2 separate regions of the Mus musculus genome follow, and region 2 is linked to region 1. The links are chromatin contacts, called in public promoter capture Hi-C maps. All regions are on one chromosome and are shown on one strand. The core of a region is the stretch at or near the end of the contact, and the rest is flanking DNA. Distances in the headings are between cores, read along the strand shown.

Region 1 (4,642 bases), core at 1,560-4,059:
ACCTTGGGTTGAAGGATTTCCCCTGCCTCGGCCTCTCTGGAGGCTGAGGTATAGGTATGTACTACTGCGCCTTGCTTATATCCCACAAATCATGAAATTACACTTTCGTTTGTTACACACAGCAAAATGTTTACCAGCTCTCCTTGAGACTTCCTCCTGGGCCCAGGGAGCACCAAGACACTGTTTGCTTTCTAAGAATTGCAGACAGAGCAGTTCCTTTGACCTCTAGCATAATTCCAGTAAGATCACAGAACATGCAGAGTGTGACTTCTGACTTAACAACGCTGTTAAGGTTTGCTGTGGGACCCAGGATACGGTCTCTTTGTGGATGTTTAATATCACTTTGAAAAAGTGTCTGTTCTGGTACCCTGGGCTGAGTTCCTTATGAATGTCAATCAGACCCACAGGGGATGTCTGTGTCTTCCCCGACGCTTTGAATTCTTGGTCTTCCAAACATTGAAAGAAGAATCCCGAAGCCTCCAACTGCAGCTGTGGGTTTCCATTTCCCCCTTCAGTTCTATCAGTGTGTTTACAGATCTGATGTCAGGCACACACACAGCAGACTCTTCTGTCTCCTGAGTGAACTGACATTACTATGTTTCTCACACCCTGTTCTGAAGCCTACATTCATCTGGCATCAGCCGATCCTTTCTTCTTCAGCAGTAACTTTTTGTAGCCATTTATCTCTGTGCTTATGTTTGAAATGGATGTGTGTGTGTGTGTGTGTGTGTGTGTGTGTGTGTGTGTGTGTGTGTGTAACCACAGAGTCTGCCTTCCTTTATCCATGACGATCTCTATCATCTAGTAGTTTAATTTTCTTATTTTTTAAAAGAAGCTACCTTTTCTATTCTATCTCTACTTTCTGTGGGCCATGAAATCATAGAAGCTTGAGTGGGGCGCTGAAAAGGGACTGCTCTGGGCTACTCAATCATTCATATTTAATACAATTATCGGTATCTCTTGAGTTATGTCTGTCACTTATCTGTATTCCTCTGTTTCCTGATTCCCACTTTGGCTTCTTTTAAGTTACTTGCAAGTCTTTTGGTATTCTATTTAGTCTGCCTGTTAAATCTTTTTGGTCAATCACCTCCCTTATAAACTAGCTGCTCTGGGGATTATAATGTTATAACATTCTACACGATCTACACTAGTTTCTCACAATCTACTTGGATTACATCATGTGTGAATCTTGAATCACTTTGCTCTAATTGCCACGCTGGAGGTGCTTAGAGAACAGAAGTAAAATAGGAATGCTGTTTTGTTTATCACTGCAGAAGCTAGAAGGTCAAATTCGCTGTACAGCAGGACCCGTGCCTCCTGCATGCTGAGCTCGGACTCTGACCATGACCATTCCTGAGCCACCTCACCTTTGTCTCCTCATATCATCTTTCCTTCATGTGTCTCTGTGCCCAAATTGTGCCTTGTTTTAAGGACACTGGCCAACTCTTAAGTACAAGGTCTGCCCTCATGAAATCATTTTAACTAGATTCCTTTTGTATAGGCCCTACCTTCAAGCAAGCTCTATTTCTGAACTACTCAGGGCTCAGTGTTTTAATATAAAAATTTTGAACAGACACAGTTTAATCTATAACATCTCTCCATACTGATAGTTGTCTCGGTGTTACATCATCTTTCAAATTAAAAAACCTAATGAAAAAGCTGTCCACTAAATATGTCAAGATATTTTCATTTCTGTTCTCCCTCACAACCACGCCTCTTTAATCGAAGAACATCCCATGAGTTTTTCTAAGGCAGTGATCCCCAGAGCCCTCTCATCTGAGAATGTCTGCTTTCCTCTCTGCCCCAATACCTCTTTCCTGGATCTAGATGCAATTGTTTTGTCTTGTAAACACATTTAAAATTCCACTAACTTCCAGCCATCACTGTTTCTGATTAGAAGCCCAGTTATTTGAATTGTTTCCTCTGATAAAAACAAGCAAGCAAGCAAACAAACAAACAAAAAACCAAGGTAATTTGATATTGCTGTGTCTTTATGTTTTGGTAATTTTGTTCTGATGGGTCCAGGCTTCTTTTGATTCAAGTTTATATTGTTTGGGGCCTTACTGTGCTTCTAGCATCTAAGTTTCTGACCTTTATTAAGTTTAGTTCCATCCACCCACTCTTCCTCTTGTTTACATGCGTGGCCTTTACCTCTTCTTCATGGATACCTGACATTTGCCGTTGTCCCACGGGTCCCCTGTTCTTGTTTGTCCCAGTCTTTTTCTTCCTGTTTATAGGTTTCATGGCTTCTGTTGCTCTATCTTTAAGTTCACTTCCTCTTGCTGTTCTCAATCCCAGCAGGCCCTTGAAACACATCCAGGTGTTTGCCCTTGTAGACTGTGTAGTTTGAATGTAAATTTTCCATTTAGTTCTTCTATCTTCTCTCTGTGTGAGTAGCTTTCTTTCTGTCTTTACAGTCAAAGGATTTTGCCATTACTTATTGAAACATAACTTTTATAGATGTTTGATTTTTTTCCCTAATAATTCTAGCATCTGTGTCATTTTGGATCTACTATATATTGTGCTTCCCCTCGTGACATGGCAATGTTTTCCTGGTTTTCTTTATACTTAGTTTTTGATCTTATCTTTTTCCTTAGAAAACTATTTTATGATACTCTGGGTGTTGTTTCTATTTGTGGCAGTTTATACTTTCGTTTTAATAAATATTAAAAGCAGGTCATGTTTATGCTACAAGTTCAAAAATGCTATCTTCAGGCTGCGGTTTTCATTTCAGTTCCTCTTTTAGCTCTGTTCCACAATTGCCAAATCACCAGCATGGGGTCACACAGGTCACCAGTATGGGGCTTAAGCTGTGCTCTCTCTTGTACTTCAGTTGCAGAGTCTCCGTCTCCTGCTTATGGTCACAAAGTACAGCCAGTTGCCGAGCTCCAGAGTTTACTTGCTCTTCTGGCTCATTTTCATAAGCCATAACTCTCCCTGAAACATTCCCCAGTACTTTCTTGCCTCCCAAGTGTCTACTCTCTATCAATGTCAAATGATCCATCAGTAGAAAATAATCTACTGAGAAGCCAGGGCTTTGGCTTCCCTGACTGGATGAGTACTTTCTTTCTAAGAATTCCATTTACTTTGGGGCCAAGCATTAGAGAAAGAAAAACAGCAACAGAGCAAGACTCACGGCCTTTCTGCGTCTTCGGAAAGCTGGGGCAAGAACTGCTGCAAGTTCAAGGCTGGACCGGGATACTGCAGCAGACCCTGTCTCCCAAAGAGCAAACAGGGAAGGTAGGTGGAGCGAGTTGAGGGAAGAAGAGAAAGAGCAACAGGATTCTCTCTACTCTCTTGAAATCAAAGTCCTTCTGACCTGAGAGAAGGCTTCTTTCCCCTCTCCTGGGGTTTCATGGAGGCAGCCTTGTGACTGAAGCAGTCACCTGGGGACTTGGCAAGTGAAAAGGAAAGAACTAAAGGAAACAAAACCTTCCAGCTCAGAAGGTTCTCCTGCTTATTCTGATCTTCCTCGATTTCGACCCCACCCCTGCTCTACCCTGCTCCACCCTTACCCCAGCAATGTGTCCTGTTCTCACCAGCATTCAACACCACTCTTTGACTGTCTTGAGGAGAGAGAGAGAGAGAGGGAGAGGGAGAGAGGGAGAGAGAGAGAGAGAGAGAGAGAGAGAGAGAGAGAGAGAGAGAGAGAGAGAGAGAGACTATGGTTTTGAGAAAACAGAAGCATAGGGTGTGGCATAGTGGCACGTGCTCATAATCCTAGCATTTGGGGCTGAGCCAGAAGCATCTTGAGTTTGAAGCTAGCCTGGACTTCATCACAGGATACCATTCCCAAATAATCAAGTAAACACAAAGTTAAAACCTCAGCATCACTGAAGGGTTATTCTGTCAAGCTGTCATTTTGTTTCTATTTTCTGCGATTGTTTACTTTTCAGGGTCCTGAGGTCATAGGTCATACAGTTTGCTCAGTGTATGCTACTGCCCAATGGTTCACTGTGCAGAGCTCAGTTTGCCTATGGGGAAAGTGGGCTTGCATTAACCGTTTGAGGCTGAACAGGGAATATGATTTAATGCCTCCTTATACAAACTATCAGAGGATATGTCTACAATCCCACTACTGAGCTGTGATACAGTCATTTCCATGATCCTACAATTATTGTTTCCAGAAAATTTGCTTTCAGTGATCCCCCTAAATATGGTAAGGAGTCACAAGAAGAAAGGAAGTGAGAAAAGAAAAAAATACATATTTCCGGGAAACCTTCCAAATTTGACATTGTCTGAGGCATTTTATAGCTGTTTATGACCTAGACTCTGTGAAATAACTTTTAAAGCTGGGTTTGGTAGTACAGTTTTGCAGTCCTAATACTGGAGAGCTTGAGGGAGACAGATAATGAGCTTAAAGCTAGCTTAAACTACATAGGAAGAGCTTGTCTCAAGAAAATAACAATGATAGTTGGCTACTTCTTCTATTGTGTCCTGATCACAGACATTTAGAGTTCAGGTTGATATCAGCCTTGGGTTCCCCTGTTGGTACAACATATTTCTAAACTTTAAGCAGTCTAAAGCCTGAATCGTCCACTTCCCTGCTATGTTACACTGCCTGCCTCTGAGCTGTGCACTGGGTTACATCCATGGCAGTGTTTGGGGGTGCTTCTATTTTTCTATTTTGAGGTGGATAAAG
Region 2 (4,642 bases), core at 693-3,192, 490 kb before region 1:
AAATGCAAGGCGGGCAACTCAGCTGAAAAGGAGAGTAGGCAGAGCTTTTACAAAGTTTCTCAAGCCAGGAGCGGTGACTTGCTTGAATACTCTCAGATTGATACCGTGGATTCCCTGAGTTCAAGACCAGCCTGGGCTGCATAGTGAATTTGACGTTGGCTTTGGTTACCAAACAAGATGTTTTTCTTTTATTTCTGTTTTTTTTTTTTTTCAAGATGAATCTTTACAGAAATAAAAGAAAAAAGGGGAGGAAGAGAGAGAGAGAGATAACGAGAGACAGTGAATTCTATATTGGATCCCGAGACACAAAGCCGATTTCAAGTTTGGGGTCTACAGTGATTAAGACAAGATCTGAAGGAATGTCCAGAGAAGATAGAATGGTCTATGAGTAGAGCGCCCCCTACAGGCAGCAGGAATACAGGCCGGCCAGCTTGCGATAGCTGAGAAAGCCACCGGAGGCCCTCCTTATCTTGACCGCTTCTCGCTCCAGTTCCCTTAATAAAATACAGGACAAAGTAGTGAACACACACAGCACATATGTGTGCACACCTACCTGTACACACAATTAAATCCTGCTATTGAGACTTCTGCCAGATGTATCTGGCACATGACTGGGAGGCTCTGACTCAGCAGAAGACAAAGCCAACAATTAAAAGAACATCCAAGGCATTTTGCAAATACAATATTCTAACTGGGGCATGTAGTGCTCGCCTGTAATTCCAGAACTCTAGGAAGGAAGACTGCGAGATGTAGGTCATCCTAGGCTACATAATAACATGTTTTCTCAATAATAACAACAACATTTGACTCCACGTATTCTGAACACAAACCTGCTGTTTCTTTTATTCAAATTAAAACTTAGGGTTTCTTTCTTCTGCAGAGTTTGGGGCCCAGATGCAGCAGGAGGATGAAGATTTTGTTTAAGGTGATAGTGCTATGTTCAATCCTCACACCCCTGTTGATTTCTTTTTTAAAATAGGGTCTCAGCCTTGAACTTACCGAGAGCCTCCCAAGTGCTGGCCACAACACCGGGCTTATTATTACTTCTAGGATGATTGTTTCCAGTTACTAAACTTCAGCTCTGTTAGTTGCTTGATGTACAGCAGCTACGTCACGAAGCAAAGGGCAGTGGCTTGGGAGCACCACTGCTCAGGACCAACAGAGGACACACACAGAAAGCATGCAAGAGGAAGCCTCACTTCGACCCTAATTGAACGGTTGCCCCAAATCTCAGTACTCAGGAGCGCTGTGCTCCGAATTCATGAAGGGGATATGTAGAAAAGCATGCAAGGAACCGATCACTGAGCCACACTTCACCCCTCACTGAACAGTGATCCCCAGTTCCAATGCTCAGTAGCCCGAGCATATGAAACCGCGAGTTTGGCCTTTGGTGCCTTCTTTAGACGGAGTGCATATTGCCGGGGCTGGGGAACTGGGGAACAGAAAGTGCTCCCGTCACAATTAAGGCCTAAAGAAATGACAGGTGAGCATCCGACATTGAGAACGGTGAGTTATGTGCACGAATTCATCTTGCTGGGAGTCTTTCCATTCGCAGGCCCTGGAGAAGAACGTGCGGGGAACACAGTTCAAGCTCTGTCTCCTCGCAGCTCCAATCTCAACAGCTCAGAGAGAGGGCGCTCTCGGTGTCTCCGCCACCCCGCGCGTCCCCGCCACCCCGCGCGTCCCCGCCGCCGGGCTCCCGCTTTCCCGCGACCCCTGAGATCCTGCAGCTCGCTTGCCTGTCCCTTGCCGGTGTCGCCGCTACTGCCGGGCCATGGCGACCTGCTTTCTGCTGCGGAGCTTCTGGGCCGCGCGTCCTGCGCTGCCGCCTCCCGGCCGCTTCCGCCCGGAGCCCGCAGGAACCCCGCGGCGCAGCTACGCCAGCGGCCCCGGGGGCCTCCACGCCGACCTACTCCGCGGGGACAGCTTCGTGGGCGGCCGCTGGCTCCCAGCCCCCGCCACCTTCCCGGTGTACGACCCGGCCAGCGGCGCCAAGCTGGGCACCGTGGCCGACTGCGGGGTACCCGAGGCCCGCGCTGCTGTGCGCGCCGCCTACGATGCCTTCAACAGCTGGAAAGGGGTCTCGGTCAAGGTGAGAGCACCGCAGGTGCGGGATCCCGGCCTAGAAGGAAGCAGAGATCCACAGAGTGAAACAAAGTGAAACCGGTTCCTCGGGATACACAGTACGGAAAGCCAGAGCAAACAACAAAAAGAGATAAATTAGTTTGGAGCATGCGTACGGTTATCAGATCCCCTTCCTACATGTATCGACAGGTGTGCATAATAAAAGTGAGCTATGTCAGCCAGCCTATCTGAGAGAGAGAGAGAGAGAGAGAGAGTAGAAGGAAGATGAGAGAGAGCCCTGTATGTGAAAGCTGTATGTAGGGAATGTGTATCTGTATATGTAGGTTGCATGTTGGGGCTGTATGTGTAGGAGCTGTGTCAAGGACACTGAGAAAGGACATGTGAGCTTCGTTCAGAGGAGGGAAAAAGTCTAGGGGCATTCTCTGACTTTAGGTCTAAATGCGCTTACTAACAGAGATGGCTGGACAGTGGAGGGTAGATGGTGAGGACAGAAAATTATTTTAGAAAAATTCTTCCTCCTTTATTTTTGATAGTACCCCTGCAGCCAACCCCATGAAATCATAGTCTCTTTATCCTTCATTTCCTGCTGCTGTCTCCTGATGAGGGTACAAGCACTAGAGCCTTCACATTGGTCCACCCTTCGTGGGGGTGCCACGTATTTCTGGAGGTGCTTGGAATACAGAGTCCAGAAAAAAGGTTGGGGGAGGCTGGAGAACGGTTCGCCTTTTGAGATGTACTTGCTGCTCTTGCAGAGTTTCTGGGTTCAGTTCTCAGCGCTCCCGGGGCAACTCTCACCAGTTTGGGACTCCAGTTCCAGGGGATTGCTGAAGGCACACATACATGCATGCAAGCCAATGCTCATATGCATAAAATAAATGAATCTTAAGAAAATCCAGCCCCTTATAGAGCTTACGTGATGTTTTGGAGATCCAAACTGCAAGCTGTAAAGAGCAAGGAAGTGTGCTGGAACTGATGAATAATGTGGGGGCAAAAGACACATGCAGGCCCAGAGGTCAGAGGAGAGGCCAAGGTGGCCATTTGGGCAGCTTACAGTGACAGGAGTGTGTCTTCCTGCAGTTCCCGAGGCCAGAAGTCAGAGGCTGTGCTGGCTAAGTTCTATGTGAACTTGGAATAAGCTAAGGTCATCAGAGAGGAAGGAGCCTCCATAAGACTGGACTATAGGGAAGCCTACAAGACATTTTCTTAGTTAGTGATCAGTGGAGGAGGGCCCAGTCCGTTGTGAGTGGTGGCATCCCTTGTCTAGTGGTCCTGGGTTCTATAATAAAGCAGTCTGAGCAAGCCATTGGTAAACAGCACCCCTCATTGGCCTCTGCATCAGGTTCCTGCCTCCAGGTTTCTGTCCCTGTTTGAGTTCCTGTCCTGGCTTCCTTCCCTGATAAACAGTGTTGTCGAAGTGTAAGCCAAATAAACCCTTTCCTCACCAACTTGCTTTTTGACCATGATGTTGTGTTGCAGCAATAGAAACCCTAAAACAGAGATCAAGATGGCGGCAGGCCTGGTTTCATCTGAGGCCTTTCTCCCAAACTTGTAGACATCATGCTTTTTCTCCAATTGGTCTGTGTGGTTCTATCACCGTGGCCTTCTTCTGGGGCCAGTTGTTGACTGAAGGCCTAGCTGCCTTTAATCACTTCTTTAAAGACTCATTCTGAGGCACTGATGAGGTGACTCGGGGCTTCAACACCTCCCTCTAGCAGGGGGCACATTTTCTCCTATAACATCAGGGTTGGCCTTTCTGAGGATATTAGGTATAAGGATGAAGAGAGGCAAGGGGAGATCCTGAGCAACTCGGGAACATGGCTACTGGGCTTCCAGAACAGCAAGGAGGCCCTTGTGGCCTAGAGTGGACCAAGAACTAAGAAGAGATGCAGGGAGCTGTCACAGAGCTTGGGGAGGAAGGAGCTGCTTCATTCAGGACCTGTGGACCATCTAAGGACTTCCCAGTAGACTTTGATAATGGTAATGGGAGTTCTGAAAGAGGCTGTAAGAGGGCCGTGGCCGATGAACGGGCCTGTGCTTGCTTTTGTTATTGTTGTTTCTTTGTTTTGGGAATAGGGAAGTTCTTGAGGCATGCTAACTTGATAAAGAAAATAATTTTGTTTTCCCTATGGATTTAGCTGGTAGGAATCCACAATCAATAGTAGCCTGTACTGTTTGGAGGTCTATGGGACCTCAGTGGCTAACAACTCCAAAAGACATTATCCATTGCTGGTACTGGGTTCTTTATTTGTCAGCATGTGGTGCTTAAAAGGGTGTTGCTATCCTGTTAGAGAGTAACTTATTTTAAATCCCTCTATCTATGGAAGCTTTTATAGTAGACAGTAGGTTTCCATATGACTTTAAAAAAGAAAAAGAGAGGTCTTTAGTGTTATTAAAAGCTCTTGCCAGTGCTGTGGGTTACCTCCCAGAACATGATGGTAAGACCTATTGCTGAAGACACCAAATATTTGAGTGATGGGACAAAGAGGCATCAAGCTAGACGTGATGTAGAAATTTCACTTCTATCGCTGTCGTAGAGCTGGACAGTGCTGGGTGTGTG

The links. Promoter capture Hi-C pulls out the DNA fragments that hold promoters and counts their contacts.
Region 2: a contact with region 1 is called in a promoter capture Hi-C map of pre-B cells, with 2.3 times the contacts expected there. The contact joins the promoter of 9330162012Rik here to the enhancer-like site in region 1. A contact is called at or near these places in 7 of 39 promoter capture datasets (the 3T3-L1 cell line, the HPC-7 cell line, cranial neural crest and 3 more), 2 of 115 datasets of contacts at active chromatin or transcription factors (large pre-B cells and memory CD8 T cells) and 1 of 9 other capture datasets (liver).

The regions. Positions count from the first base shown.
Region 1 is chr13:24,443,013-24,447,654 of GRCm38.p6, reverse strand. The region is part of intron 11 of Cmah (cytidine monophospho-N-acetylneuraminic acid hydroxylase); the gene reads right to left. Among named protein-coding and RNA genes, the nearest start is that of Gm22013, 41 kb to the left of the region's middle. Within about 2 kb of position 2,809, at least 77 of the 459 cell types and tissues checked have an H3K27ac peak or open chromatin away from gene starts, as enhancers often do. A contact at or near this core is called in the HPC-7 cell line, liver and pre-B cells, where this site is marked.
Region 2 is chr13:24,934,701-24,939,342 of GRCm38.p6, reverse strand. It overlaps 9330162012Rik (cDNA RIKEN 9330162012 gene), which reads right to left and starts at 1,942. Exons shown (of 2, transcript NR_102323.1): 1 at 1,740-1,942; 2 at 294-1,558. It overlaps Aldh5a1 (aldhehyde dehydrogenase family 5, subfamily A1), which reads left to right and starts at 1,682. Exons shown (of 10, transcript NM_172532.3): 1 at 1,682-2,092. The coding sequence starts at 1,775. It also overlaps a transcript of Gpld1 not described here.